2 separate regions of the Danio rerio genome follow, and region 2 is linked to region 1. The links are chromatin contacts, called in public Hi-C maps. All regions are on one chromosome and are shown on one strand. The core of a region is the stretch at or near the end of the contact, and the rest is flanking DNA. Distances in the headings are between cores, read along the strand shown.

Region 1 (6,756 bases), core at 3,426-5,925:
AAGGTATAAAAAATAAATTATAAAGATGATTTTAAGCCAAAAGTAATATGTTTTGCATGTTTATTTATTTATTTTTTTTGTTTTGTTTTTTTGCACACAGAATGCATTTTATGAATCAACCAAGGTTTTAAATCTTTAATGTTCTACTTAAAGACATGAACGTTTCCTCCACATTTACTCACATTTTTTACCTGCTAGTATCGATATCCATAACATAAAAACAAAAATACCATGAAAGTCAATAGCTATGTTTCCATCCACCTATTTCTATGCACATTTTGCATATGCGCATAAAAAAACAGTTGATGGAAATGCCATGATGCGCATAAATTTTGAAAATGTGCATAAAAAAACGTAGGATGAACTTTTTATTCAATAAGAGAAGATGCGCATAAACTGCGATGGAAACAATTTTATCGCACAAACTCCAGCATGCGCATTAAAAATGGTCATGTGATTTTGTTAAAAGAGATCATGTGATGATAAAAATGTGAGTGAATGGACAAACCGTCAGGCTGAGCACACTGTAAAACTTCTGAACTGTTATTTTGGTCACTATAAAACGCCTTACTGTTTAAGTATTATTGTTATTATATTATTAATGGCCTCCAGAATCAAGAGCGTCTGTGCTCCGCGTCTGACACCTTTACTGCATGTCAGGATTGCTTTCTGAGGCGCAACTGATTTATTAGATGAAGAAAAGATTGATGCAGCTTCTGCTATTGCAGCAAATTCCGTTTTTTACTGTTGATATCTGGCGCCAGTTAATCAGAAAGTGACGATTTAATTCACTTTGACTCGTTGGATGTAAACGCTGCTTCATTCGCACGTCTTTTATGCGATAATCCAGTTTTGTGCATAAAGTTCAAGTTTGGATGGAAACATAGCTAATGTCTGTTTTTTTCCCAACGCTCTTGAGTTTGTGTTTAGCTCAAAGAGTTTTGGAACAAATGGAAGCTGAGTAAAGGATGAAAGAATTTTCATACCTAAGTGAACTGACCGTTTAAGGAAAAAACTATTGCATAAAAGTTGAATGTCCACAGCAATTTCTTTGTTTGTCAAGTTAGTATCATACATACAAATAGCTGCTGAATGTAGTAAAACATAATGCTTAAATATTGAATTAAAAGATGTGCTTTATTTGAAATGATTCTGATCTGTTATACACTGTCTCTCTCAGAATCGTCAGCCTATGATGAATCAGATGGGTGGAGTGTCAAATATGAACCTACCTCTCAGACCCAACGTTCCAAATCAGGTACGCCAAATCACTTCTTACTACACAAATATCACAACACTAGAGTGTCAAGATGCTGCAGATGAAAATATTTATAAAACGGTTGTGTCAACAATACTGGCTGATCATAAGTCATGCTGTATGTGCAGCATTTAAATGGATAGTTCACCCAAAAATGACGATTTACTCTCAATTTAAAAGAGGATTTTTTGAAGAAAGCTCAACATCTGTAACCATTGAATCCCATTGTCCAAATGCTATTGAAGTCAATGGTTGCAGGTTTCCAGCTTTCTTCAATATGTCTTCTTTAGTGTTTTACAGAAGATAGAAGCTCATAAAGGTTTGGAACAAGTGAAGAGTGAGTAAATCATGACAGAATTTTCACTTTTGGGTGAACTAATCCCTTGAAGCTATTAATTTTTTTTATTTGAAAACTTCAAAAATGATTGTCTCATATGTACATGAGCACATCGACATAGTGAATGTGCTGGCTCTGAAGATGCCACATGCTTAAAGAAATTAACCCTTTAACTACCCTAACAAGAATAAAATGTTTGTATTGCATTTCTTAACTTCTAATGTCGCTAGTTATCACACTCAATGTTTTTTTTTTTTCAACACATCCCAAAATTTCTAAAATATCAGCCTCCACCTAATGGTTGATATGTTGGTTTATGGTAAAAGTACCATAATTAATACATATACTATGAAAAATATGAAAATATGAAGCGTAAAATTTATTTAAAAATATATTAAAAATACAACATTTTTTAATTCTAAATCACCTTTAATTTTTGAAGTATTCTATACAATATGGCAGATTCTCATTTAACATGTTTTGTTGTTTTTATTACAATAAAACCAAAATCAAGTGTAGTCGTGCAACAGGATTTTGTTTGTTTGAATTTTTTTTTTTTTTTTTAAAAACAATGCTGTGTGTGAGCCATTATTTAAAACAGTCATTCTTTAAATTACTTTAACAGACATCATTTAAAACAGTAAAAACATGGTAAACTGTCTGGTAGAGGGGCGGTCAAAGGGTTAAAAATGAAAACATTGTTCTGTTCAATACTATATCACAAAGTTATGAAGTTAAGAGGATAGTTCTGACCTCTGAGATATCATTTATAACCTGGGGTACACAAAATGCTGTTAATTGTGAATATTAGTATTATTACTATTACTACAACCATTACTATTATTAGAATGGTGTGAGCTTGAATTTTAATCGAGTGTTTTCAAGGTTTGAAAAGTGCTTGGATTGAAATATTACTGGAAAATGCTTGAAAATGATTTGTCTTTGGAAAAAGTGTAAGAACCCACAGCCTATCATCGCTGACTCATGTTTAGCTGATTTATAATATTTGCAGGGAAATCTTGCTAAAAAGTGAACGTACACTAGAATACATTTTAATTAATATAGATATGATGATGTAAAGTGATTCAATTAATTGAACTGATAACTGATTTATACTTTCGTCTGGTGCCGCATCACGCACCTCCGCTGACTATGCGCGCACCTCGCGTAACGGGACGAGGCTTTTATACTTGACACTTTCACCGTTGTGATATTCTTTAAAACGACAGGGCGCAGTCAAAAGAATCCCGCCATAAGGTCAGACTGTTAAACAGGGAAGTAGAAAGTTTCCGGAACTATGTCTTATCATTAATATCAATCAAGATTTTTAAACAAATTGTTTTTATGAATTATTTTAATGATTTTAAATATTTTATAACCATTCAAGATTTTTTTTGTCAAACATTATGCATCACTTGCTTTTGTTCATATCCCGGACAGTTCCATCTCCAAATATTATTAACCAAATATTAATGACAACAGAGCATGGGTTACCCTGGAAGTATATTTTTATTATGGCAAAAATAAAAGCAAAAAAAAGAAGAGAAAAAAAAACACTTACTTAAAATTTTAAACTAAAGACTTTTTTTTTTATTTAGCCAACTCAGCAATTCACACATTACTGGCTAGTTTGTCCTCTACTGATATGCTAAAAAGGCAGTAATGGTCTGACATTCCTGACCATTATCATCAATAAAGCCTAGAAAAACAGGCCATTAGTATATTGTAAACAGATAGGTTCAAATATTTATTTTCCAATTATGATATTAAAATGTAAAGTCAAAGTTGTAATATATACATCACTGTAAAACCTGTGAATGGTGGAAAAACATATTCTGTAATATTAAAACCACCCAGGTCTCCACTTTTGCCATAGCCTCTCTTTTTGGTTTTGACAAACTTATCCCTCAAGTTTTTCTAATCTTTTACAAAAACATTCTTCCTTTCTCACCATTGTTACCTTTTCTAGCCAGTAGTTATTGGTCATCTGGTTCTCCCTATGATCCCGCATAGACAGATCATAAAGATGTCTGTACAGTCGTACCTGTTTCAACAAAACTCTTCAAAGTGACTCATACTTAACTCAAATCAAACGCGACACCACACAAACTGTTCGCTCGAGACTCAAAAAAAATTATACGCTCCACCAGCCGAAATCATGTCGCACGCACCCAAAGTAAACCACCGCAATGATGTCACATTTGCTGCGAGCATACAGTCGAACTAGCAGACGCGTCAAGTATAAACCAGGCTTTAGTTACTATTTAAATGGCATGTTAAGTTATAGTTGACTTAGAGCTGCACACATTCTCCTACATAGATCTTTCCACCCTCGTTTTGTGTGTATCCCAAGTTTTTAAATGAGATCTCAGAGCTCAGACCTATCCATTTAACTTCATTACTCTGTGATATTGTATTGAACAGAACAATGTTTTCAATTGTTTATTTCTCTTAAGCATGTGGCATCTTCAGTGCCAGCACAATTACACTGTCATCATAGACAATAAATCTACATCAAAGTTCCCAAAATAACCCACTCTGCATCTCCCAGGGGACAATCAACGCTCAGATGCTGGCCCAGCGGCAGAGAGAGTTGCTGAGTAATCATTTACGTCAGCGGCAGCTCGACCAGCAGCGGCAGCAACAGCAACAGCAGCAGCAGCAGCGCAGTCTGGCCATGCGGGCGCAGGGCCTCACCATGCCACCCAACATGGCGGCAGCCGCAGCGGGCATGCCAGGAGCCATGAGCAACCCGCGGATCCCCCAGGCCAACCCTCAGCAGTTCCCCTACCCTCCCAACTACGGTACAGGACTGGCCTCGCCGCCCCCTTCCACCAGCCCTTTCTCCCCCGGTTCACCCAACCTCCCTGCCCCTCAGCTGCTCTCCCACAGCGCCATGCATGGCTCTCAGATGAGTCTAGCTAACCAGGGGATGCTGGGCAGTCTGAGCGGACAGTTTGGGGCTGTTATGAGCCCTCAAATGCAGCACAGTGCCTTTCAGTTCCCCAGCTCAGGTACTGCCTGCCCTTTCTCTCTGTCTGTGTGTCATACGCTTTTACACACACGCACAAAACACGCGCCACTGGCAGTATGACAGACCTCATTTGAGCGAGCCGAGTGTGTGGTGGAAAATCGATGAGGTTCAGGGTTTATCAGGAAACCCAGTAGGTCAGATAAAGGTCAGGCGTGTTTATCATCCTAGTCTGTTCTCTGAAAATATTAGACAAGCATGAATATTGTTTGCTAAAATTATTTAGGGTTAGGTGATGCCAAAAAATTATAATTTTGCTATATAGAGCTATTTAGATAGAGCTATTTAGAGTCCACTTGACAGTTTTCAGTTGCTTTGCATTTACTATTTATATATAATTTGATTTGAATAATATAATGTTATATAGAAGTATAATTAACGATGACAAAAAAACATGTCTTATTTATTTGCTTTTGAAGATGCTGATGTTATTATTTTTTTTATTAGATTGACAGCTTAAATGAACTACATAGAAATGTTATCTTGGTATCTAACTGATGTTAAATTACTAAAACTAAAATATTATATATTAGAATAATATATTATGTATGTAAATGAAATATAAGTAATATAAGTAACATAACTGAAAAAGTAAAGTTCATAGACAAATTTTATGGTGGCTTGAGAAGGCCTAGCCTTGAAGTTTTACAGTTTAAAATTATTGAAGTAGTTTTAAGAAGTTTGAAACAGTTGGCATAGATAGATAAGTACATATATGTTAGCATGTTTCTACTATGAATTGGAATGTTTGTTAGTATGTTTCTAGTATGGATTGGTATGTTGTTAGTATGGATTGGTGTTTTGTTAGTATGTTTCTAGTAGGATCAGTATGTTAATATGTTTGTTAATGTGTTTATACTATGGATTGGTATGTTGTATGTTTCTGGTATGATAGTATGTTTGTTAGTAAGTTTCTAGCATGAATTGGTAAGTTGTTAATATAGATCAGTATGTTGTGTATGTTTCTAGTATTATTTGGTTTATTGTTAGTAAGTTGTTAGTATGAATTGGCATATTGTCTGTTTCTAGTATTAGTATGTTCCTAGAATGAATTGGTAAGTTGTGTATGTTTGTAGTATGATAAGTATGTTAGTATGTGTGTTAGTATGTTTCTAGTATGGATTGGCATGTTGTTATTAAGTTGTTTTTATGGATTGGTATGTTGTTTATGTTTCTAGTATGATTAGTGTGTTTGTTAGTATGTTTCTAGTATGGATTGGTGTATTGTTAGTATGAATTGGTATATTGTTATTATGTTGTTAGAATGGATTAGTATATTGCTGGTATGAATTCGTATGTTGTTAGGATGTCCAATGTAAAGTCAATGGGAGTTGTTTTACAATGGAAGTGTATGGGACAGTTGCTAAGGTGCTGTAAGTGGTTGCTAGGGTGTGGATAGTACTTTTCTGAATTTTCCAGGTCAGTTTTGGGGAAGCCGTAAGTTGGATCAGTTGGAAAAGATAAAGCAACTTAATTCAGTATAGTTTGAAGTTAGTTTGGTGGTTGTAGTATGGACGGTCTAGGAGGAGTCTAAGAAGAAGAAGAAGTTTATATGTAGTATAACAATATGTTGGATTTCTTTAGCCACCATAACAATACAAGTAATAATACAGTATAGGTAAACCAAGCATATATATTTAGTTAGTAATATTAAGAAAGCAATGTTAAACACAATGGTATAAATAATAACAGTACCAGTAGTTCAGGTTATAAAATATCTAAAAAATAATACTTTCCTGAAAAAACAAATGGCATTTATTTATTGATAAAAAAATCATTATTTGTCACAGTATATAATAAAAAATAGGGTAATATTATTGCTGTATTTTGGAGCCTTCTCGGGAACTATTTAGGCTGTAAAAGATACCCTTGTGTTGCTGTTCAGTCAAGTGCCATGAGATGATAGGTTATTTAGCACTTTATACTAGATAAGTAGTATTAAATAATTGTTTTTATGTAGCACCCTTCAAAGATCATAATGGTTACGGTCGATTGTGGCACTAGAGGGCAGAAGAGTCACTTAAATGTTTCCCTACATCAAATGAAGTGGATGTAATCAGAATAAATTACAGCATTATTCAAGGTTATTTCTCTGCAGGCATAATTCTGTCTATTACCACAAACAAAACA
Region 2 (7,389 bases), core at 4,654-7,153, 110 kb after region 1:
TTTACAAATAAATATTTAATTCTTAATGTCTGCAAGATTGTATTTTATTTATTTTTGTATGTCTGTGTTATGTATTTCCTAGAGAAGAGCTAAGCTGGCATTGGTCCATCAACTCCACATTAGCTTTAGTTTTGAAGTTCTTCGGGTCATTTAGGTGACATCTTCTGTCTGGAGCATCAGGCCAATCTTCTGCTGTCTGGAATCAGGTGGTTTGTCTTGGTCGGGCATCTCAGCAGAGACCTGTCCACTATGGGTGACCCTACCGGTAGCTGTGAAGTACCAGTGGCGTAGCTCTCAGCATCACAGATGCACACAAGCTCTCACAGCACGTCAAGCTGCAAACCGTGTGAGGGACCCTAACCTACCCTAACCCAACAACCAACACTAACAACCACTAATGTGCCAAAAACCACTCAGAGGAGACTATCAACACACAAGACACCGCCTAGAAAACCTCGCTAAACACCTGCCAACATCCAGCAAACCATCCAATAGATCCCAACAACTCAAGAGCCGAATATCACCAGCACTGACAATCAGCAAAACATCCAGAAATGTGATGAAAACTTGAATGAAATGTCAAATTTGTTGTATTTGTAAACTTATTCTAGAACTATATACAATATATACAATATGTACATACATGCCCTTAATCCTCCATCTGGCACTATATAGGATGACTCAGTGCCTGGGCTTCTTCTTTCGGGGCTCCTTGGGCAGCGGCTCTTTGCTGATGTCCACCATGATTTGAGGAGGGATGCTGGGCCCAGACCTGCTCTCCGTGATGACCACACGTCCATCAGGCTGCACGGTCTCCAGCAGTACAGGCCGGTCCAGCTGATCCCACAGCCGCTGCTTGATCTCCAAGCCCCACTGAAGGTTGTAACGGCCTCGGCGTCTCTTCATGGTGGAACCCATCACACTGTGGTAGAGGTGCTGATATTCTTGCACACTCCGGCCGTGGATGGAGAGCGGCTCCTCCTGCGGACACTCACCAGCCAAGGAGACTGATGCTGCGGGACGGAGGACAGGAAGGACAGCTGCGTTCCTCAGGTGTTTCTCCTCCAGTGAAGTGTCCGACATGCAGCTGCAGGTGTCTGGCCTGGCCGCTGCTGCGCTCTCCTCAACGGAAGAGACGCGCTCCAGCAAGAAGTCTCTGAGGTGTCCAGGAAGAGTCCTGGTCCTACTCGAGCGCCGCAGCGTCATAGCGAACTCCAAAACAACTTCCCAAAGTAGAAAACAGGTGAAACTCAGTCGACGGTAGATTTGTGCAGAGGTTTGTAGCGCGATGATCAGGATTGATAACTTTATAGACAGTTGTGTGGATTTTTAAACCAACTAAAGTTACCATGGTGACAGAATGACGAGGGTCATTTAAATGTAAACAATAAATGATATCAATGTTGAGTCAATTAGAGCAGCAATAGCTGTATGTTTATACAGTGCATTTATTGTTAAATGGTATTAAATACTGAAAATATCTTAATAATTAGAAGGTAAAATTTTAAAGGGCTCATATACCTAAATAAACAAATACTGTCCCCGTTTTTCTTTATTATGATATTTGTACTTTTGAACTTGAAAATCGTCCACGTCAGAAATGAAGTCATGTTAGCAGAGGTGATGTGATCCAAAGGTGATGTTTTTATTTACGTTTTTAAGGAATTAAATTAATGTTTAATTCCTTAAAACATGGGCAATTAGTTCCAAAACAACGTTTTAAAATACGTCTTTTTATACAAATCTCACCTACACATTGTTCAACTGTGTGAGTGATGCCACAACTATAGGGGCTGGGTAGGGTTTATTTTGGGGTTTAGTTAAGTAAAATAATACACTTCAATATTCATCATCTACCAAGCATATACAATATAGTCAGTGTACATAAATTCACAATTTTTTAAGACTAACAATCTTTTTTTTTTTGGGGGGGGGGGGGGGGGGGGGGCACCTTCTATTAACCTAACTTTTTAAAGAAATATCTACTGATTACCAAACCTGCAATTGAAAGCACAGTAAAAACAGTCAAATTATTACACATTCATTCATTTTCTTGTCGGCAGTGCCTTTATTATTCTGGGGTCGCCACAGCCGAATAAACCGCCATCAAATTATTACTTTATTATTATTTTTATTATTATTATCAATATTTATTAATTACTCAAAGCATTAATTATTAACACTCCTGTCAGGCACGTGCACACATAGGGCTCAACCTGTGCAGTGCACATGCCCTTTTTAGTCTTGGATAGAACGTGCCCTTCCAAAATGATCAAAAGTGCCCCCGCGACGCGACACACCCTCCGTCCCGCCCTTGAGTACCCTAGTAGCAAAGAATTCTGGCCCAGATTTGGCATAAAGCTGGCACAGCAGGCATTCATCCGGCACTGGCATACAGCATGTGGGCCAAACATGGCCCGGGTTTGGCAAAGGTGGCACCGTTTTTAAGGCGGCACACAAGATTTGGGCCGGATGAAAAACGTAGTATTTGGCCCAGATTTAAAAATTTGAAAAGTGGGCCATGTGAGTTTGGCCAGTCTTGACCCACATTTAAAATACACTAAAATCATTTTTGAGTAAAGAAAAAAAATTCTACCAATCAGATCACTTTGAGAAAAAGCGTGCCCATAGTGTGCCTAAAGCGCATCACTCCATGGGTTTATCAATTTCATTGCAATCGTGACACACCAACCTATCTGGCCCAGTTCAGGCCCAGTTATGAGTTATTAACTTGGCTGAGACTTGGCCCAGATATGGTCTGTGTTTGGCCCTTGTCTGGAAGCCAGATTTGGTCCAGTCATGTACCGTAATTCACTGCGGCATGTGGGCCAAGCAAAACCTGATTGTGTGGGCCAGAGCTGGGCCAGAGAAATTTTGCTATGTGGGTAGGTGCGTGACAACACCGCTCTTGAGTGCGCGCGCAGAAAACTGGATTAGTGGATGATATGAAGGCGAGCAGCCTAATTCATTCCTTGTTCTGGTTAAATAATTTTTTAAAACAACTCTTTTGAGCTCTAAAGGGAAGAAACGCAGTAGGAATTTGCCGTTAAATTTAATTTTAGCAAAAATGCAATGCCAGTCATTTTTACATTTGTTTTTCAGTTAGGGGATATGTTAATTTCACTATATTTATTTACCGGTTATACGAATTATGACTATTCAGTAGTCTAATTGTGGGTTAGCTTGCATGTGTGGGTATAGTTTGACATCTTTACCTAAAACTTTAAACATTTATAGGTCTATTATTTGAAAGAAAACGGGAAGATTAAGGAGGATAAAATATGATCTAAAACACTCGTTTGGCGACGAAGCCATGATCTGTCTGCGTTAATAAACTGTATCTTTACATTAACTTTATTTTTAAAAAATCAGTAATTGCAAAACTGTGCATATTATTGTTACTATAAAAAAGTAGGCTATATTACTGCCTTAAGTCACTAACTTAGGCAGCAATGCAAAGTAATAATAAATGTGAATAAATAGTCTAAATAAAAGGAACAAGAGATTAATTGAGATTAAAATGCCCCCTCAGTTATGACGTCCTGGCGCTGGGCAAGCCCTTTCTGTGAATGGGGTAGGGGAGTCCCAATTCTCTTTAGATTGAAGGCATAGGGCTAAGGGGAAGGTGTATACACCCTTTCAAAAGGAAATTTTTTTAGGACCACACAGTAACTAAAGAAAACTAGCGGAAAATTATGGAGAGCTGGTTGTCTGAAACACAAATACCTTGGTCCAGGGTGGACAGAAGAATGTGTTTGTGTCAAAGATTTTCACCATTGCAATGACTCAGTCAGCAGTCTGCCATTATGATCCAAGTGGTGCTATTACGGGAATGTACTGGATGTACTGTAGCTAAAGAGGTATACCGCTGCAGTCAGTGTGTGAGGCTGATTAATTCATTCAGATTATTTGTAAATTTAGATAATTATCGATACTTGGCGCCAAAGTATGTATCGCGGCCGTAAATAACATATATTTTAATATATATTTAGTAAGCATATATTTTGTCCCACCCCTAATCCACAACCAAACAAACTAAAACGAAAGTCACTCAGTCATTTCATGCACTCTTGGGGGGTCCCTGGTGGCCACGGGGCCATAAGCAGCCGCTTAGTTCGCTTGTGCCGGCTCTGCAGCCGAGGCTCGAACCAGCGACCTTCATACTGTGACCCCAATTATTATCATAATAATTAATAATTATTATTTTAAATGGATGGATTGATGGATGGATGGATGGATGAATGAATGAATGAATAAATGAATGAATGAATGAATGAATGAATATCTTGATACATATAACCATAGCTTTTTTTTACTATAGAAAATAAATGTCATAAAATAAACTATAAATAATAAAGATTCTTTTTTGCATCTATATTTCCATTAACTACTGTGCAGCGATTAAAGAATATAGGATAAAATGTATTATAAATTACTATGTTTTTTTAAATTATTTTACATAGATTTCTTTATCTGCATCAGTCCTGATGCTATACCAAAAATCCCGTAATTTCTGACAATTTTGACAAATAAATAATTCTATGAAAGGTTCTTTATGGTTGGAAAACCTCTTTAGATTTGGCTAAAATGTTCTTCATACTTATGTTATAAAGGAATATTTTAAGAACTGTTCACTGAAGCCATTGATTAAACGTTATTTTTAAGTAGGTCGAAATGAATCATGATTTGATGATCACATTTTGCATTGTGTTTAGTAACTCACATTGTCTATCAGTGTGGTTGATTCTGCTCCGGCAGTCTCACAGATGCTGATGAGACTGGTGTAATATGGAGTCCTGCGCCATCTTCTGGTAAAAGGCAAAACTGAAGGACAGTCGAAAATCACACAATAATTTAGAATAGTTTTGAACTGTAAATTAACAACAAAAAAGTAGATGCAAACAGTAAGAACTAGTTACATTTTAGTTTTATAATATTGCGAAAACGAATCATGATTTTACTACAATTAGTAGAAAATAATTAGACGGCTAATAGACGTCTTTTAAACCATGATGCTTCCTGAGTACTAGATCAATAGAATTATTTATCTGGGTTCCAGCACATGTTGGAACTTTAGGGAATGAAGAAGCAGATGAATAGGCAAAGGAGGCCACAAAAAATAAATAAACAAATAAATAAATCAGAAATTGACATGTTTTTAAGAACTGGGAAAATGAAATGAAGACAATTATTCGACAATATGTGAGGGAAAGATGGCAAAAGAAATGGAAGGAAGAAGGAAGGTGGTAATATGTGATCCAGAGGATGGTGGGTAAAAACAGAAATAGGGAAAAATAGATGCGAGGAAACCATCATGTCAAGGTTAAGGTTTGAGCATACTGCTCTGAATAGTGGACTGTTTAGAATAGGAAAACATCCAAATGGACTTTGTATTAATTGTGATGAAGAGGAAAGTATAGAACATATCATAAAGAAATGTCCATTATATAAAAGGGAACGGAAAATGATGATAGACACTGAGGAAAATAAGGTAAATCTAAATATTAATAGTATGTTAAGTAGTAGAGTAGGAGATAGTAAAATGAAAGCTTTTTATTTGTTAGAGAAACTGGGTTGTATAATATGCTAGACTATAGTCTAAAGTTTTAGTCTATAGTTTTAGACTATCAGTCTAAACCCTGTTTAAAACACATCAGCCACGAATTGCTTAAAACCCGTTTAAAGCCCAGCGTAAAACCAGCAGTAAATCGTCTTACGTTGATTAAAAATGCTATTATAAATGAAACAAATTACATCAAATTGACGCTGTAAATGCTCCAGAAAACCGTTTGTAGGTCCTTTTACAAGTGTCTATGAAAAGCAACATGTATATAATAATCAAATCACATTTAAACCGTCCTGTCAGCCTTTGGTAAAACTGTTGGTCGAGACGAATTTTCCCGAATTGCCTGCTTTGAGTTTTGTCCCCACACGCTTTCCGTATCAACTTTGCTTAATTCAAAATGGCGGCCACCGCAGTTGGAAACGTGAGTTTATCTTTAATTAGTTTCTTTATTCTTTAGTCAAACCTAAACATAGACGATTGAAGTTTAGTATTTTATTACATTTCTATTATACTGTCATTTAATGTACTTTTATTTTCCAGTTAAGATGAGTAAAACTGGACATTGGATTACACGATAGCCTTTTAGAAATTTATTTACTTTTGTATATTTATTTATTTATTTATTGCTTGTAGGATGTTATAGACCGTGATCTTCCGACTGCTGTCCGTCTACTTAACAGTCTCACCGAACAGGTCTGTAATTTCACAAAATGTAATATTTTGATGGTTATTTTTGAGAACTGTCTGCATCACAATTACACGTTATATTTTATATTGAGTTAAAGATGGTTTTATTTTCGCACATTCAGACTTTCATCTCAATAATAACATTTCAGAAAAGTATTATTTGCCAATCCTAAAGAGTGAAATTTAATAGAAGCCAATGACTATCAAAGTACAACACTGTTCAGTAGTGCTAATGTTGTTTAAGTCATATTTACGCTGGGTTTTTAGTCTGAATATTCAAAGTACCAAACAATATATGGAGCGTGTCACAGGTTGTCACTAAACGATACCAACTTTTAAAGTACCAACTTTACCTCAATAAACCAAATTAGCAGCCAATGACTATCAAGGTACAACAGTGTTCAGTCAATTAAATAGTGCTAATGTTGTTTTAAAGTCATACTACACGCAATTTCAGACCGAATATTCAAAGTAAATATAGGAACATTCACAAATTGTCACTGTTCAAGAATGAACAAATGTGCGAATATAAAACCAACTTTACCTGTTTGTATTTTATGGACAATGGGATTACACATTATTTACACAATCAAGTATACTATTTGTAATGTATTGGTTCTTATGCTTTTTTATATCATTTAGTCAAATTCTGGGTTTGTTGATCACGCCTTTCTAGACTTTATTCATTTTAAACAGCTCAATTTGTTTCTTTAAGAAAAAACTGATGGTAAATTCAACAGTATTTAATTACAAATTGCATTAGATGTAAGTTCAAACTGTTTGAGTTATTCATCGTATATAGTAAAGCCATTGTTCACTTTGGTTGTTGATTACTTTAGTATTGTTACAGTCTTTTAACATCATTTTTATGGTGCTTTTAATTTGTTATCAGTAACAGACTAATCTTTAGGTAATACAGCTAGCACACTAGATGAACATGGAGATGTGATGATGCTGTTTGATATTTTCAGATTGTTTCAGTCACCAGTCATGTTCGGGAGCTTATAAAGAAAGTCAGAGAGAAAGCTTACCAGACTTCCAAGGTAAATGTTGTCTCTGGTAAAAAAAAAAAAAAAAAAACTTTACCGCAATTATGTGCATGACTTGATTATTTTTTTCTGTTTGCTTTAGGGTTT

Evidence for each region. A called contact is a pair of places that touch in the nucleus more often than the background predicts.
Region 2: a Hi-C map of an unstated tissue shows a contact between it and region 1, with 5 times the contacts expected there. The contact joins the promoter of ngdn here to the enhancer-like site in region 1. A contact is called at or near these places in 8 of 18 Hi-C or Micro-C datasets (caudal fin, embryo, fibroblasts and 3 more) and 1 of 4 datasets of contacts at active chromatin or transcription factors (gastrula embryo).

Annotation. Positions count from the first base shown.
Region 1 is chr24:15,889,941-15,896,696 of GRCz12tu, forward strand. It overlaps ncoa2 (nuclear receptor coactivator 2), which reads left to right. Exons shown (of 22, transcript NM_131777.1): 18 at 1,181-1,258; 19 at 4,147-4,609. Among named protein-coding and RNA genes, the nearest start is that of prdm14, 26 kb to the right of the region's middle. Within about 2 kb of position 4,676, at least 4 of the 62 cell types and tissues checked have an H3K27ac peak or open chromatin away from gene starts, as enhancers often do.
Region 2 is chr24:16,002,879-16,010,267 of GRCz12tu, forward strand. ngdn (neuroguidin, EIF4E binding protein) reads left to right here and starts at 5,904. Exons shown (of 11, transcript NM_198373.2): 1 at 5,904-5,987; 2 at 6,200-6,259; 3 at 7,225-7,296; 4 at 7,385-7,389. The coding sequence starts at 5,964.